Regions from separate parts of the Mus musculus genome. Here region 2 is linked to region 1. The links are chromatin contacts, called in public HiCAR-type maps. All regions are on one chromosome and are shown on one strand. Each heading gives the region's core, a stretch centred on a gene start, on an enhancer-like site or on the middle of the called end of the contact. The rest is flanking DNA. Distances are from core to core; before and after follow the strand shown.

The links. HiCAR-type assays count read pairs that join an accessible place to other places.
Region 2: a HiCAR-type map of astrocytes shows a contact between it and region 1, with 3 times the contacts expected there. The contact joins the promoter of Zic4 here to the promoter of Syncrip in region 1.

The regions. Positions count from the first base shown.
Region 1 is chr9:88,479,382-88,486,626 of GRCm38.p6, forward strand. Syncrip (synaptotagmin binding, cytoplasmic RNA interacting protein) reads right to left here and starts at 3,016. Exons shown (of 11, transcript NM_019666.2): 1 at 2,675-3,016; 2 at 1,225-1,384; 3 at 413-531; 4 at 190-297. The coding sequence starts at 1,372.
Region 2 is chr9:91,373,493-91,380,737 of GRCm38.p6, forward strand. Zic4 (zinc finger protein of the cerebellum 4) reads left to right here and starts at 4,480. Exons shown (of 3, transcript NM_001374749.1): 1 at 4,480-5,910. The coding sequence starts at 5,202.

The DNA of each region.
Region 1 (7,245 bases), core at 1,766-4,265:
GTGGCCAGACAAAAGTCAATGACTTTGAAAAAAACAAAAATAAAACCGGATATAGTACTTCCCAAAGTCTAATTATTACAAGACAATAACCTTAGAAATATATACACCCCATGCCACACTTCAGGACTATTTAACAGTTAGTAAATAACTGAGACGGACTTAAAGCCACAGAAAGCTTTAGGGACATACCTTAATCTTTGCCTCATCTGGTCCTTTACTAGAGTCTGCTACTTTGGTCCCCTGTTTTTCTCTCTGCCTGTAAGTCTTCATGACTCCACATAAAAAGGCACTTTTGTTCTGTAAAGACATTTACCATTCATATTTAACATTAAGTTTATGTCTAATAAATTTAAATTAACACATCAAAAATATTTTTTTAATTCTTTCTACACTGACATGAAATTAACATTACCTGAACATGAGAGAGATCACTGTCTTTAAACTGTTGAAGCACTGCCAATGCGCCGTCTTCATTGAACTCTTTTAAAGCTTCGATAGCTCTTTCATCTAAATCACTATGTGCAACTAGCCCTGGAGAAGAAAAAATTTAGTGAGTTATCACCTTTTAAATTTTCTAAATTATTTCATCAGAGTCCTGCATTGGGTAATACAGGTACACATATGACAATGATTCTACCCTCCTTGCCCTCCCCTTATCTACATAATGAAAAACATACTAAAGTCCTCTTAACCACACAGAAAGGAGTCAACGTATTATATCCTGTTTTTGTGTCCAAGTAGTCCTGAACACTGCAATATTTCTACAGTAAATATATAGGCCTACAAATCCTAAAGTCAACCAACACAACACCAAGTGTAACAACTGAACCTCTCCTCAAAGTCAAGAACCACTAGAAAAAGGAACCACCACACCAAGAAAGACAAGAACTAGCCTACAGTTACCAAGTTATTAAACAAGAATCCTGCTATAAAAATACCTCAAAAAGTCACATGGGCTCCTCTCAACATTTAGCAGCTGTTGCTACTATCATATACTATCCATCAGGCCAGACAGCCTTCCCCTAGGGAGGTCTATTCCCCCATTTCAGCCCTCCCTCTACACTTTAACCTCTAAGCTCAAACCTAAATTAACCAACTATCAGAACAAGGCAAAGCTCCAGTTCCCACGTTTATTGGAAACCACAAAAAGTTGCTATTTTAGCTCAAAGCCAGAAATCCAATAGAAAAATTTCATAATGTTATTTTGCAAGTGTTAGTTCTTACCTGCAACGTAAATTTCATCTAGTTTTTCAGCAACTTTCTGTGGTAAACCAGCATCAAGCAATGTCTGAAAATTTTCTGAATGGATAACTGCTGAAGTAGTATCCATGGGCTCTTCAGTACCATTTCCATTAACATGTTCTGTAGCCATGTTTCCAGAGATCTGTTCAAACGCAATAAGCAAAATTAAACTAGGATCTTCAAACAGAATAGAGGACAATGACAGTCCCAATCTTTACTTTCTCTACCACTTAACTACAACCAGCCAGCCTGAACCTCCCTTGAAAGAAACCTTAAAATCACTATCGCCTGACAAGCCAGATTTTGGAGCTCGGGTACAGAAGGACCGATTCACTAGATTCTTCCTGAGCACCACCCCTGACTTCACCTGCTAACACTCACTGAGAAAAACCTTATTACAAATGAAGCCCAATCAGCACAGCGACCGGCCCAGCCTGCCACATGCAGCAGTTCCAAAACGGAGAATAAGGTGTGTGAAGCAAGCAACGCTGGGCTTGTCTCTCTCCAAGGTAAACCAGAAAGTGCGCTTTTCCCGCCTGCCGCTTATAGATCAGTAACAACAGCCAGCGAAGAACAAAGCGCTCACACAAGCCACCTTCCCACCACCCAATTCCTCCACCCTTCACCCCCACACCCCAAAGCCCGCCCCCGACTCCGCACCCGGAGCGGCAGCCTCGCCACTGCGGCCGCCAGGAACCCATTAGAAACACGTGCTCTGCGCCTTCAAATGTCCTACAACTTCCTTCAACGGAAACCCACCGAGTACCGGGCCAAGACGGTCATCACCGCCTCCCAACATCAACCCGCAGTCGCGGTGCGAGCCCCCTGAACCGTGCAACCGCACCATCTCGCCCCTCAACACTGAGGCCGCCGCGGCGCCAGGCCACGGGCTTTCCCCGCCCCCCAGCGCTGCCGTCTCCGCCGTGACACATGGCTCTCCGCCCCGGGCGCTCCCGGGCGCCCGCGACCCCCAGCCTCCCGCACCCCTCGGTGCAGTGGCTGCGGCGCCGAGGCCGACAGCCCGCGCGGGGAGGGCGTTCCGCCGCCAAGCACACGCCCGCGGGAGCCGAGCACCGCCCAAGCCCGCCGGCCGGTCGCGGGACAGCACCCCGCGCCTCTCCGCCCACTCCCGCGCCGCCGGCCACGACAGCACCAAGTCCGCCGCTCGCGCTCCGCGCGGGCCATCGGGCTGTCGAGGCGCCTCCTCCCGGAGCGCCGCAGACAAAGCCCAGCCGCGGCTGCACATGGGGAGAGGAGGAAGTGGCGGCGCGGCCGCGGCCTACTCTCCGGCAGCCCCGGCCAACGTGCTCTTCTCTCCCCCTTGGAATCCATTTTCCAGAAAAGCCGGTTTCTCCCCGCGCCGCCCTCCCCCAAGCACCCTCCACAATGTCACGGAGCTCCCCTCCCGGACCCGGGGGCCCGCGGTCGTTACCTCCCCGCGGGGCTGGGGCCGAGGAATCCTGTCCGACCGGGTCGGCTGGCGGGGAACGCGTGCTCGCTGCTCCCTGTGTCCGGCGCGAGTGGAGCTGTTGTAAAATGGCGGCCGAAGCTCACGCCGCTGGCAGCAAACCCGATCCAGTTCCACTCGCCTCCGAGCGCGCTCCCGGTGCGCGCGCGCCCCCGCGTGACCCCCCTTCCCTCCCCTCCCTGGCGCGTCCGCTTCTCTCCCTCACTCCCTCAGCTCAGCCCCTGCCCTCCGACAGCTCCTCCTTCTCCCCTCGCCACCTCCGCCGGCCGCTAGCCGCCCTGTCCTCTCAGCCTTCGTCCTTCCTTCCCTGCACCTCCTCCCCCAGCTTCCCCACTCCCGTCCGCGGCCGCTCACACACGAGTGGCCGCCCTTCTTCCTCTCTGGCTCTCTCTGGCTTCACGCCCTCCCTCGCTAGCTCTCTCTCGGCCCCGTCCCCAGTCCCTGCCGAGTCGCTCTTTCTCTCTCCCGCGCTGACGTGACGACGCAGACGACGCCGCGGGACGCGCGCCCGCGAGCCCCGCCTCTCGCCCCGCCCCTAACTCCCGGTCGGGGGGGGGGGAGAGACCCCGCCCTTCCGCCGCGGCGACAGCGAGGGGCCGAGTGAATGAGAGACCCGCCCTCTGTGCGGACACTCCCTCTCGCTCCGCGGGCGGGGCCGCCGGCTCGGCGTGTCCCACTCGTTCTTTGTCAGGAGACAAGCATATCCCCACCCCGCCCTCCCCGCCCCCCACCGCCCCACCGCCGGCCTGGGCTCCGAGGGTGCCCGACGTTGGCTGCCCGCTCTGCCGGGGCTGGGGCTGTCGCCGCCGCGGCCGCCCCGCGCCCTGGGCGCTGGAGAAGCTGCAGGCGCACGTGTCCCCCGGGGCGGGGCGAGGCGAGGCAGACAATGGGGCTGCGGGGGAGGGGAGCTGCACGGGGAACGGCGGAGCTCGGGGCCACCCGGTGGCGGGGCTGGAGTTCGGGAGTCACCCCGGGGAGCCCCGGCTTCCGCTGCTAGACAATGGGGTATCCCGCGGCCCGGCGCGCGCCGTCCTCCGCTTCCACGAATACCCTGGGCGGAGGGAGGGGCGCCGCGGGTTTGCGAGGAAATCCCTGTGCCTCCGGCTCGGGGATGACAGGGAGGCCAGATTTGGAAGCTTAACCGACCCGGTGGTGTTGGATTGTGCAATATTCCGTTTCTGTCCCTGGCCTTTTAAGCAGTTAAGTGCTCCTCCTGGCACACTTTGAACAACTTGAAGCAGCACAAAGCTGCGTGATTAGGACTACTGTGAGGGAAATGTGTTTCTTTTCAAGCATCTTGGCAATTAAATGTTATGTGAAGTGACATTTCCTTTGTAACCATTTACTATGGACAAGAAAGACAAGACAAAGGCGTTTGTATCTCAGGCGATATGGATACTAATTTTATCCAGAGCGACTGTAATGAAAAATGGCATTATCCTCTTTGAAAAAAAAAACAAAAAACTACAATTAGAAAGCTACTTGTTCTTCCAAATGAGCTTTATGCTATGATAAGCCAGTAAGTAGTCCAAGGAAACTTAGATAAACACTCTTCAAAGTGCCTAGACACATAAAATTGAGCTTTTTTTCTGTTGACAGGTGGATCAAGTAGGAAATATTTCTGAAGTACTGCTATCCAAAACCTGCTTAATAAGGCTTTGCCTATCCACCGCCTACATCCCATACTACCAAACATATCCTTGCTATGGTATTTAATTAATTCAGCAAGATATTATAGTTAGTACCACAAAAGTCTGGATAATGATAGCATTGAAAAAACAACCAAAGTGGTAATAGAAAGACCGTAGGTTAAACAAGGTGGAGAAAGTTTGATACTTACAGTTCTTATTTAATGAGCCCTGAATAGAAAAGTGCCCCTCCCTAGGCAATGTCAAGAATTCTCGAATTGAAACCTCTCCTCTCCAACTCTGACCTAAATTCCTTTCATGTTTTAGACCCTTTTTTTCCCCTTGCATATTTTAAAAGATTTAATTATCTGTATGTGTGTGTCAGCATGTGAGTATGAGCATGTGAGTGCAGGTGCCCACAGAGGCAATGGATCCCACTGGAGCTGGAGTTACACGCAGTTAAGAACCAAACTTGGGTCCTCTTAAAAGAGCAGTAAGCCCCCTTAACTGCTGAGGCACGTCTCCAGCCCCCATACTTTTTTGGTTTTTTGGGTTTTTTTTGTTTTTTTTAAGGATTTCTGATAACTCCTGTGTTTCAAAAGAACCTGAGCACCAGATCCTTCCTTTAATGTGTAATCCCAGCAGGAGGAAGAGGCTAAATAGCAAGTGTCAGGGCAGCATGCTCTCTGAAAAACAAAACAGCCAACATGCACAGAGTTAGTTACCATTGACAATCATCTATTAGCATGGACAGTCATGCCTTAGCGTCCAACAGCATTAGTTGTAAAGGAATCATCTAGGACATCCTATTCTCCCACTGACACATCAGCTAATCCAATCCTGTGGGTTATCTCCTCTCCCAGAGTTCCATATCTGCCTTTCCACAGCGAAAAGCCACCACCCTTTACCCTGTGCACTAAAAATAGACCCATCTGATTCATCCACTCCCGACGTTCTGATCCATTCAAGGCCAGCCTAAATCTGCATGTGTGTGTGTGTCTCCTGCCTCCCCCCACCTGTTACAGAAAATATCCTAGGAAACACTGGTAGTTCGGTGGATGATCCTGCTTGATCTCCAACATCTCCCCCGACCCCTAAAAAGAAAAAAAATAGACTTAGGAGAAACTCCTAGAGTGTCTGTGTATGTCCTGCCCCTCACAGTCCCAAGGAGCTCAGCTGGCATAGCATGACCTTGACTTTCTCATACGTCTTCCTGCGCCTCCCAAGTGTTGGGACTGGCTTTCTTTAGCTAGGCAAACACTCATTTGAGCTACATCCCAAGCCAGAGAGCTGAAATCTTTAAGCTCCCCATTTCAGCTATTTAGCCAGCCACGGCTGTCTTTTCCTTAATTGTGGCATTTCTAAGGTAGTTCAAACTAAAGAACCTACTCAAAAGTGGTTGGTGTCCTGGGCAGAACTTCATAAACATTCAGTCATGCCTCTACTAAACACTTTTTCCCTTCTTTTCTTCTTTAAACTATATTATTTTATTTATTTTATTTTTTAGGTAGAAGGGTGGAATCCATTATTTTTGTGCCCTGGCTGGTGTCCAGGGCAGAGCTTAAAAAAAAAATAAAATCCAGCTGTATTCTCTACTAAACACCTTTCCCTCTTTACTTTTTAAATTTTTTAAACTTCTTTTTTCTTTTTTTTTTTTTTTTTAGAAGGAATGGGGGAATCCATTAATTTCCCAGAATGGTCTCAAACTGGTATGTTCAAGCTATACCCCCGCATATCCTCCCAGGTAGCAGGGACTACAAGCAAATGCCACCACACCCAGCTCACTTGTCACCTTTCAAAAAGAAACACCTAGTGTAACTATGCTCCTGGCACTCTGGTTCTAGACCTGATACTAATATAGGGAAATCCCAATAAGATAAAACCTGAACTGGGACAGGCAGTGGTGGCGCACACCTTTAATCCCAGCACTCAGGAGGGAGAGGCAGGTGGATTTCTGAGTTCTAGGACAGCCTGGTCTACAGAGTGAGTTCCAGGACAGGCAGGGCTATGTAGAAAAACCCTGTTCTAAAAACCAAAAAGAAATGAAAAAAAAAAGAATTTAGAGTCTATATAACATGTTTCAGGTTAGGCAGGCCTACATAATGACACACTATATCAAAAAAAATAAATCTGAACAAATGATTTTTATCTGACTTTGTTTTTATCATGGTTTTTTTTTTTAATTGGGTTTGTTGTTGTTTTTTGAGACAGAGTTTCTCTATGTCATCCTAGCTTGTTCTGGAACTTGCTGTATAGATCAGGCTAGCCTCTAACTCAGAAATCCGCCCTGCCTCTGCCTCCCAAGTGCTGAGATAAAGATGTGCACCACCACCTCCCAGTGGTTTTATGGGATTTAAAAAAAAAAAAAGAATAAAAATATATGAAAGTGCTGGTATAAGAGGTACCCAGTAAATATGGGTACTTGTTTCTGTATGTGAAGTCTCTTTGTTATCTAATGCAGACTTCATGTTGCATTATGCCAAAGAATAATAGACTGGCCGGGCGTGGTGGCACACGCCTTTAATCCCAGCACTTGGGAGGCAGAGGCGGGTGGATTTCAGAGTTCGAGGCCAGCCTGGTCTACAAAGTGAGTTCCAGGACAGCCAGGGCTATACAGAGAAACCCTGTCTCGAAAATCCAAAAAATTAAAAATTAAAAAACATTAAAAAAAAAAAGAATAATAGACTGACATCCCTAATCTGCTATCCAATGAAACTGAAGATTTTCTCATCTTAGAACTACTTCTTTCTTGTTTAAAAATCATCATTGCCAGGAGGTGGACAACCAGAACAACAAACTTCACAGAAACAGTATCTCAAAACACCAAAAAAAAAAAAAAAAAAATCACTATTATTGTAGGGGGAATAAGGACACATAGCAAATTAGTATGAAGATTAGAAGACAACT
Region 2 (7,245 bases), core at 3,230-5,729, 2.9 Mb after region 1:
GATGTCTCTATGGCAAAAGTCAAAGATGAGATGTGATTATATAAATTCAGATGTTTTGATCTCTTAATGCTACCCTAGCAGTTCTCTTATCAATTTCTTCCACTCTTTTGTGAAAAGACATTTTGCAGAAGTACTGCTTGGAAATTAAATTGCATCTAAGTATATTTTTTTCCATACACTCACTTCCATTAATGATGATTAAAGCTAAAATTTCCATAACTAGGAGAAATTTCCTCTTCTAAAAAAAAAATCCTGACAGATCTCATCTCCTTTGCATAATTTGGGATTGGACATATGGCAGGCTTCTGGGGCTTAAATGATTTCTTTTCATAAGACCTGAGATACCTCCCACTGCAGGAATCCTGAAATCAGTGACTAGCCTCTTCAGAGATACACACCTTATTTTGAGTGGTTCCATGGCCAGAAATGTTACAAAAAAAAAAAAAAAAGGAACTGAAGAAGTGGCTGCAGACCTAGAAACAGAACATTCGGATGGCAGAGGCTGCTTGGCCTGGCTCTGAGCCATAGCCCCTCAGCTGAGTAGGTAATCCTGATTTAGCATTGTTTCAGAAAAATCAAAATTTATCTTTGTCCTTCTCTCTCCCTTTCCAAGAAGAGAGGTCAGACATCTCAGCTACTGATGCAAGAAGCTCTGACAGAAGATAAAGCCACCAGTTGTTCTATTCCTAGAAAATAAACTAGAAACCAGTAGTTTAATGCCATTGGTGGTAGTGGCTATTGTGAACAAAAATGCTCAAATCGTGATTCTAGGCATTAATTTTCAGAGACTCTAGAGATTGAAGGATGTTACAGGACTACAGATAGAATCTGTTCCACATAGCCTTCATGAAAGTCCCCCCCACCTCCATTGCATTTGCCAAAAACCCTTCTTGGCTAGAGGCTTCTCCTTTTCTTTGTAAACCAAGCGGGAAGCTTCTGAGAGCAAACTGGACTCCAGGGAAGATTAGCCCATCCAGCCAATGGACAATTTCTGAAACTGGAGAATCTCTGTATCCTGAGACATGAAAAATAAATCTCTGGAAATTCTAAAATATACTTCTAGGACATTAGTACTCCAGGCCTTGTCATTTCTGATCAGCTTAAGAGTCTATTTGGAGTTTATTTTAGAAATTTACCTTGAAGGTCCTTACATAGTTGCTGAAAGTTTTATGTCAGTAAACATAAACGGATACAAGAAGTATTTTTTTCCCTCTATCTCTGTCTCTGGGGAAATGGACCTTAAAAGAATGTCTGGTCCCATTGTTATGTTTAGCCAACCGAGGTATGGACCATATGGCTCCAAGAACCTTGCGAGTATCAGGCAGCCTCTGTGACCTGCAGGTCAACTGACCCCTAGCTACTCAAGAAATGTCTACCCAGGATGGGTCCAGATGTTTTTAGTGCTTCAAGAGAAGTCTGCATCTGGGAAGGAGCTCCATGGGGCCAGGCTACTGTCAGTGATTTTGGCTGAATCAGATGTGTTTGCCCTTTTGCTGCTGGCACGGAAAGTCATACACATGTTCCTACCTTTTGAAGGGCAAAGATAGTCAGACTGTATACTAACAAGATGTGTGTATAAAACCTTGCTCTCTCCCCCTCTTCTCCTCTCCCTCTTTCTCTCTTTTAACCTTTGGGTACACAGGACAGTGCTTACAATTCAGGAGGTCTGTAAACTTGAATTTTTTTTTTAAATCCTTCTCTCTACAACCTGCTAATGGAAAGTTAGCATTTTGTCTCCTGTGAAAATGAGAAGCAAACATTTTCGGCATGCTCACCAGGCTTCCAAAGGGTCCTGAAAATAGCTGAAAATGTTTTTTTTTTTTTTTAACAAAACCCTGTTCAGTCTGTATTGTTATTCAAAGCTTTTTAATGGGGATTGGATCACAGGATATATATTAAGAATCTATGTTGATTCAAATCAAATAATTAACCAGAGTTAAAATGGACCCCGAATTTGACACATCCTGAACAATTAATTGTATACCCTCTAGGTTTAGGTGAGAGAAAAGGAATTTTAGTTCCCGGGCTGTGTTATGGCATAAGTGCACCTGCACTCAGGTTTACTATCTCAGTCGGATGGATAGAAATACCTGGGCAGGAAGGGACACACCTCTGTTTTCAGCTTCTATGTTGTGTTTCAAGCCCTTTGGAGGCTCAGCTCAGACCCAACTGAATACATACTTTATTTTTTCTCAGAGGTCAGACTTAAACCTCACTGAAATTTGGTAACTGTCTAGCGGTAAAGGGGGAAAGGAAAACAAACCAAGGGACCAGATAGAAGCACCTCTCATTAAAGGGCTACCTATGGGAAGTAAATGAATCTTTCAGAGTGAGAGGTAAATTCTCAGAGTCTAGATTTTAAAATGTCAGGAAAGGTCTTGGCTTAGGAAACAGAAGTCGATTGTCTCTCCCTCTCCTTAGTGTGTGTGTCTCTCTCTCTCTCTCTCTCTGTGTGTGTGTGTGTGTGTGTGTGTGTGTGTGTGTGTGTGTGTGGGTGTGTGCTCACAGAATCTGTTTGTAATTTCCTAAGTCTTCCCTAATGCAGAGCAGAGAGATACAGACTATTCAAAGCTAGAGAAATTATTGGGGAAGTTAATCCCTTGCTAAATCCCTTGCCCCAAGCAGGGATGAATGACGAATGTACCAAGCTTTAGAAAATAAGTCAATTATTAAAAAATATTTTAAAGCCTTGTTTAAGGGGCAGGAGTGTAGCTCCCTTGGTGGAGTCCTAGTTCCCTTTTCAGCATTACATTCACTCATATGTGCTGATGAATATCTATGAACCCAGCACTTGGAGAGTGCAGGTAGGAAAAGCAGGAATTCAAAGTCATTCAAATTCTAGACCATCCTGGGCTACATGAGACCTTGTCTCAACAACAAATTAAAACAAATGAAGGGGGGGGGCTTTATTTACTAATCATGGAACCCTCAGGGAGAGACCAGTTCAAATCAATTCTAAGTTAGTGTTCCATGTAACTTGTTCAAACTTCTCCCTTCTCTTAAAGGGCTATGTTTTTGTTTTTGTTGTTGTTGATGATGATGATGTTGTTTCTTCTCAATCTTTAGAACTCTCTTTAAAAACCCAAAGGTTTCTGGGTCTTGTCCACATGTTCTTTGTCAACAGAGGATCCAAGAACTTTCTTTGGCATTTTTGAGCACAAGGACAGAGTCAGGGCCCTGAGCTCAGGAAGCAGTTGATCCTAGGACAGACAAGGTCAGTCATTCCTGAGCCAAAATTGAAATCTTCAATTGGTTTTCGTCAGTCAGCTATAATGGTAGTTCTAGACTGAAGGCCATGGATGTGCCAACTGTGCCATCCACTCTGTAGAGTCCTAAAGTGAGCAAGGACTAAGGTCAAAGTTTCTGCAACAAGTAGCCACAGACTGGAAGCTATCACAGTTGTCACTGGTGGAACCTTCATCTGGTACCACTGCACAGAATTCAGGACCCCCAGACTAGTCCCCTGGCCCATGGACTGGAAGGAAAGGATCTGTTCCTTCTATTTGTGTATTTGTGTGCCTTGAGCCGTTTATTTATTTATTTAGCCAGAATACCCGCGGGTAGATAAATGTGAGCTATGATGAAAAGAGACCTTTCAGGGAGCCTGAAGTGAGTTTGGAACAGTCCCTCCTCATGACCTCTTCTGGTCCAGTCTCTCTAGTCAGGGTGGGATTCTACTTCTAGGACTGCCAGTCACCGAGAGGAGGGAGAGGCAAGGCTAATTGGCAGGAGTAGAGAAGAAGAGGAAAGGTGAGTGAATAAAGGAGCAGAAACAGGACCAAGGTGCGGCAGACATGCAGGGTAGGCTTAGGGGAAATGAGAGCAAAGAAGAAGAAGAAAGAAAGACAAGGGGGGGAAGGAACTTCAGAAAAAGAAAGAATTAAATTGGGTCCTAAGCTCGCTACCGGAGGAGTTTCTCTGCTCCAGGCAGTCTGCAGTCTACTTTTCTGCCTTGATTTGGACCCTGTGCTTTAAGCTCAAAGACAAACTTTCCTAATTCTTGGAGGCACCTGAGTATTCAACTGTTCATAGGACTCTGCTCAACTTCTCCCGGAGTCGTCATAGGTATAAGCATAACCTAACACCGCTCGCTCACCTCCAGGAAGATGGAGGCAAAGCTCAGCACTCTGGAAGGAGGAGGGTGGTGGGGAGTTACAGGGAAGAAAAGAATCCGTGCCTGGGTCAGAGCGCATGAGCAACAGAAGCGTGAAATGCTATTGGGATTGGGGGAGGGAGCGAAGGAGGGAGAGGAAAGGAGGAGGAAGAGGAAGAGGAAGAGGGAGAGAGGGAGAGGGAAGTAGGGGGGAGAGAGAGAGAGAGGGAGAGAGAGAGAGAGAGAGAGAGAGAGAGAGAGAGAGAGAGAGAGAGAGAGAGAGAGAGAGATCTTGTCATCACTGACGTCGGTCCGGACCACCGGCCAATAGGCGACACAGGCAATTGTTCTCACGGTGGCCCGGGGCCGCGGCCCCGAATCTATTCATTTCCTTAAGCGTTCAGCCGCCGCCTCTGTAGTGCCCGGGGTTTCACACGGACATTAAAGACTGAGAAAACAGAAAGGAGGAGGGGGCAAACCCCAAACTTAAAAAACAAACAAACAAACAATCTCCGCCACTTTGCATAAGTTTCTCTCTCTCTCTCTCTCTCTCTCTCTCTCTCTCTCTCTCTCTCTCTCTCTCTCTGTCTCCTCTCTCTCTCCTCTCTCTCTCTTCCCTTTTCGTCTTTATCGGTTGTCCTTTCTTTGCACTATCACACTGCAGTAGCATTGGTGGCTGCCAGACCGAGGTGCAGCAGGCGGTCCTTTCCGGGCCCAGTGGGACATTGAAATTATTATATACACGTCTAGGACGCTTTAAAATCACTACCTCTTCCAACTTCACCACCTCCGAAATGACCCCTCCTATCATCTCCATCTTTGGCTTGGGAGCACCCCTTGGTGTTGGTGGACAAAGTAATCTGGAGATAAGGGTCTTACACCTCTGCAGCAGAGGCCGTGCCCCCAGGCACCCACAGACTCAGCCCTGCTGCCTTTCCCACCTACCCCATTATCGCTACCCCTTTCCAGCGCATGGCGCGGCAGGGGATTCGGCAGAACTGCAGCCCAGCCGGACGAAGGCGGAGGCTTTTTGACTTTGCTTGGTCTGCCAGCTTCACTGCTGGCACCGACCGGCTCAAGATCCCAGCACCGACTGCCAGAAACCTAGATGCGGCTGGGCAGAGTGTGTCCCCGGGGTCCGGGGAAAGTGCGAAGCCCACGCCACCGCTTCTCATGCACGTTATTTGTCTCGACAACAGGTAGCAGCTGTGGACACCATGGGCCCCAGCTCGCCGCTTCTTCGAACCCCTCCGTGCTTCCGGGCCTTCACGAGCAGCCTCCTCAGGCCTCCCACAGCCGTCCTTTGAACGGACTCCTGCGTCTGGGGATCCCTGGAGACATGTATGCGAGGTCGGAACCTTTTGCACCAGGGCCTATGGCCCGCAGCGACACTCTGGCAACAGCCACAGCCCTGCACGGTTATGGCGGCATGAACCTGACCATGAACCTCACCGCACCCCATGGCCCTGGAGCCTTTTTCCGCTATATGCGCCAGCCCATCAAACAGGAGCTCATCTGCAAGTGGCTAGGGGATGACAGCCCGATGTCCCCGCGTCCCTGCTCCAAAACTTTCAGCACCATGCACGAGCTGGTCACGCACGTCACTGTGGAGCACGTCGGTGGCCCAGAGCAGGCTAACCACATTTGCTTCTGGGAGGAGTGTCCGCGACAGGGCAAGCCCTTCAAAGCCAAATACAAACTTGTAAATCACATCCGCGTGCACACGGGCGAGAAGCCCTTCCCTTGTCCTTTCCCAGGGTGTGGGAAGGTCTTTGCTAGATCAGAAAATCTCAAAATACACAAACGAACACATACAGGTCAGTACTCAGTGCTGTCTGCGAGCCCTGGGACACAGACCCTTGGGTCTGAATTTTCTTAAGTTCCAATTGAGGGGAGGAGGGAGGTATTTTGGTATTCTTTCCATGAGCCAGATTTATAAAGCGGTAATTAACAGCTTCTGCTCCTAGACTCACCGTTTTCTGGAGGCTGTCTGGGCAGAGTGGCTCCAGAGTTCTGGGGTCCCTGTTGGTAAACTGGTGTTTCTAGCTTAGAGCTTTGATTTTATTTAGGATCTGGAGATTGAACCCTAGGCTATATCGCCAGTCCCAGTAGTTTGGTTTTAAGACATATTTTAAGCAGCATGGCTTCCCCCAAAGTCTTAAAGGAAATGGGAACAATTGCCTCACACTTACAGATTACTATTGGAAACTCTTCTTCCTTTTAGCCCCACCATCACCTGGACTGAGGGGTCATCTGACCCTTAATACCTTCTTTAGGATTTATGAGCCTTGGGGGCCTACTTTTGACTTGTTTTTGTGTTGCTAGCTCCACAGAAGGGACTTTTTTTGGTAACCCTCATTCTTATTTTAGTAGAGACCCAACGGGACCCACTGTCTTAAATGTCATTTACCGAGTTGTTAAGTGAAATAGGGACATGTGTCAACCACATCTGTTAGCTCTAGTTAACAGAAAGAAAAGGAGCTCGGTGAAGGAGCCTGGGAGTTGAACTCTTCTGGCCAGAAGCATCTAATTAATACAATTGCAAGAAGAAAGTTTTCACACTTTCAGAACAGCCTGTGAAGTTACATTAATTAGTTTAGCAGCCACCGTTTGACTCTCCTTACTCCCCCCCACACACACACCCCTCCTCGCTTGAAGTTTAAGAAGTCAGCGTCTTCTCCCCTCCCCCATCTTGGAGGCGGGAAATGGGAAGAATGATGCAGAGATCAGAAGAATTCCATCTTGGTACTCTAGTTTTGCAGGCGGTAGCTTCCCTTTCTACAATTCTTGTTAGAACAGCAACCCTTTTCAGAGTCCAAGTCCCCGATAGTTGCAGTACCCGGTAAGAAGCTTGCTAAATCTTCCCACAAACTGCCTTCTCCATGAGGTTTTAGTGGTAGAACACTGGCATAGGCTGAGGCAAGACCAAAGTCCAGTTTGGGCTCTTGTTCTTTATTCCCCTAGCATGTCAGCAAACATCTTGTACGGCTTTCTAAAGCACGTTATGAGCTCTTCCCCCCACTCTCTCTCATCCCTTTGGTCCCCTCTCTTCCCGAGTTATATCCCCAGGGACAGAGGAATAAGTAAGACCAGGATTCCAGACCTCAGACTAGCTGCTCCAGAGGCTGGCTGCCAGCACCGGGAAAGTGGAT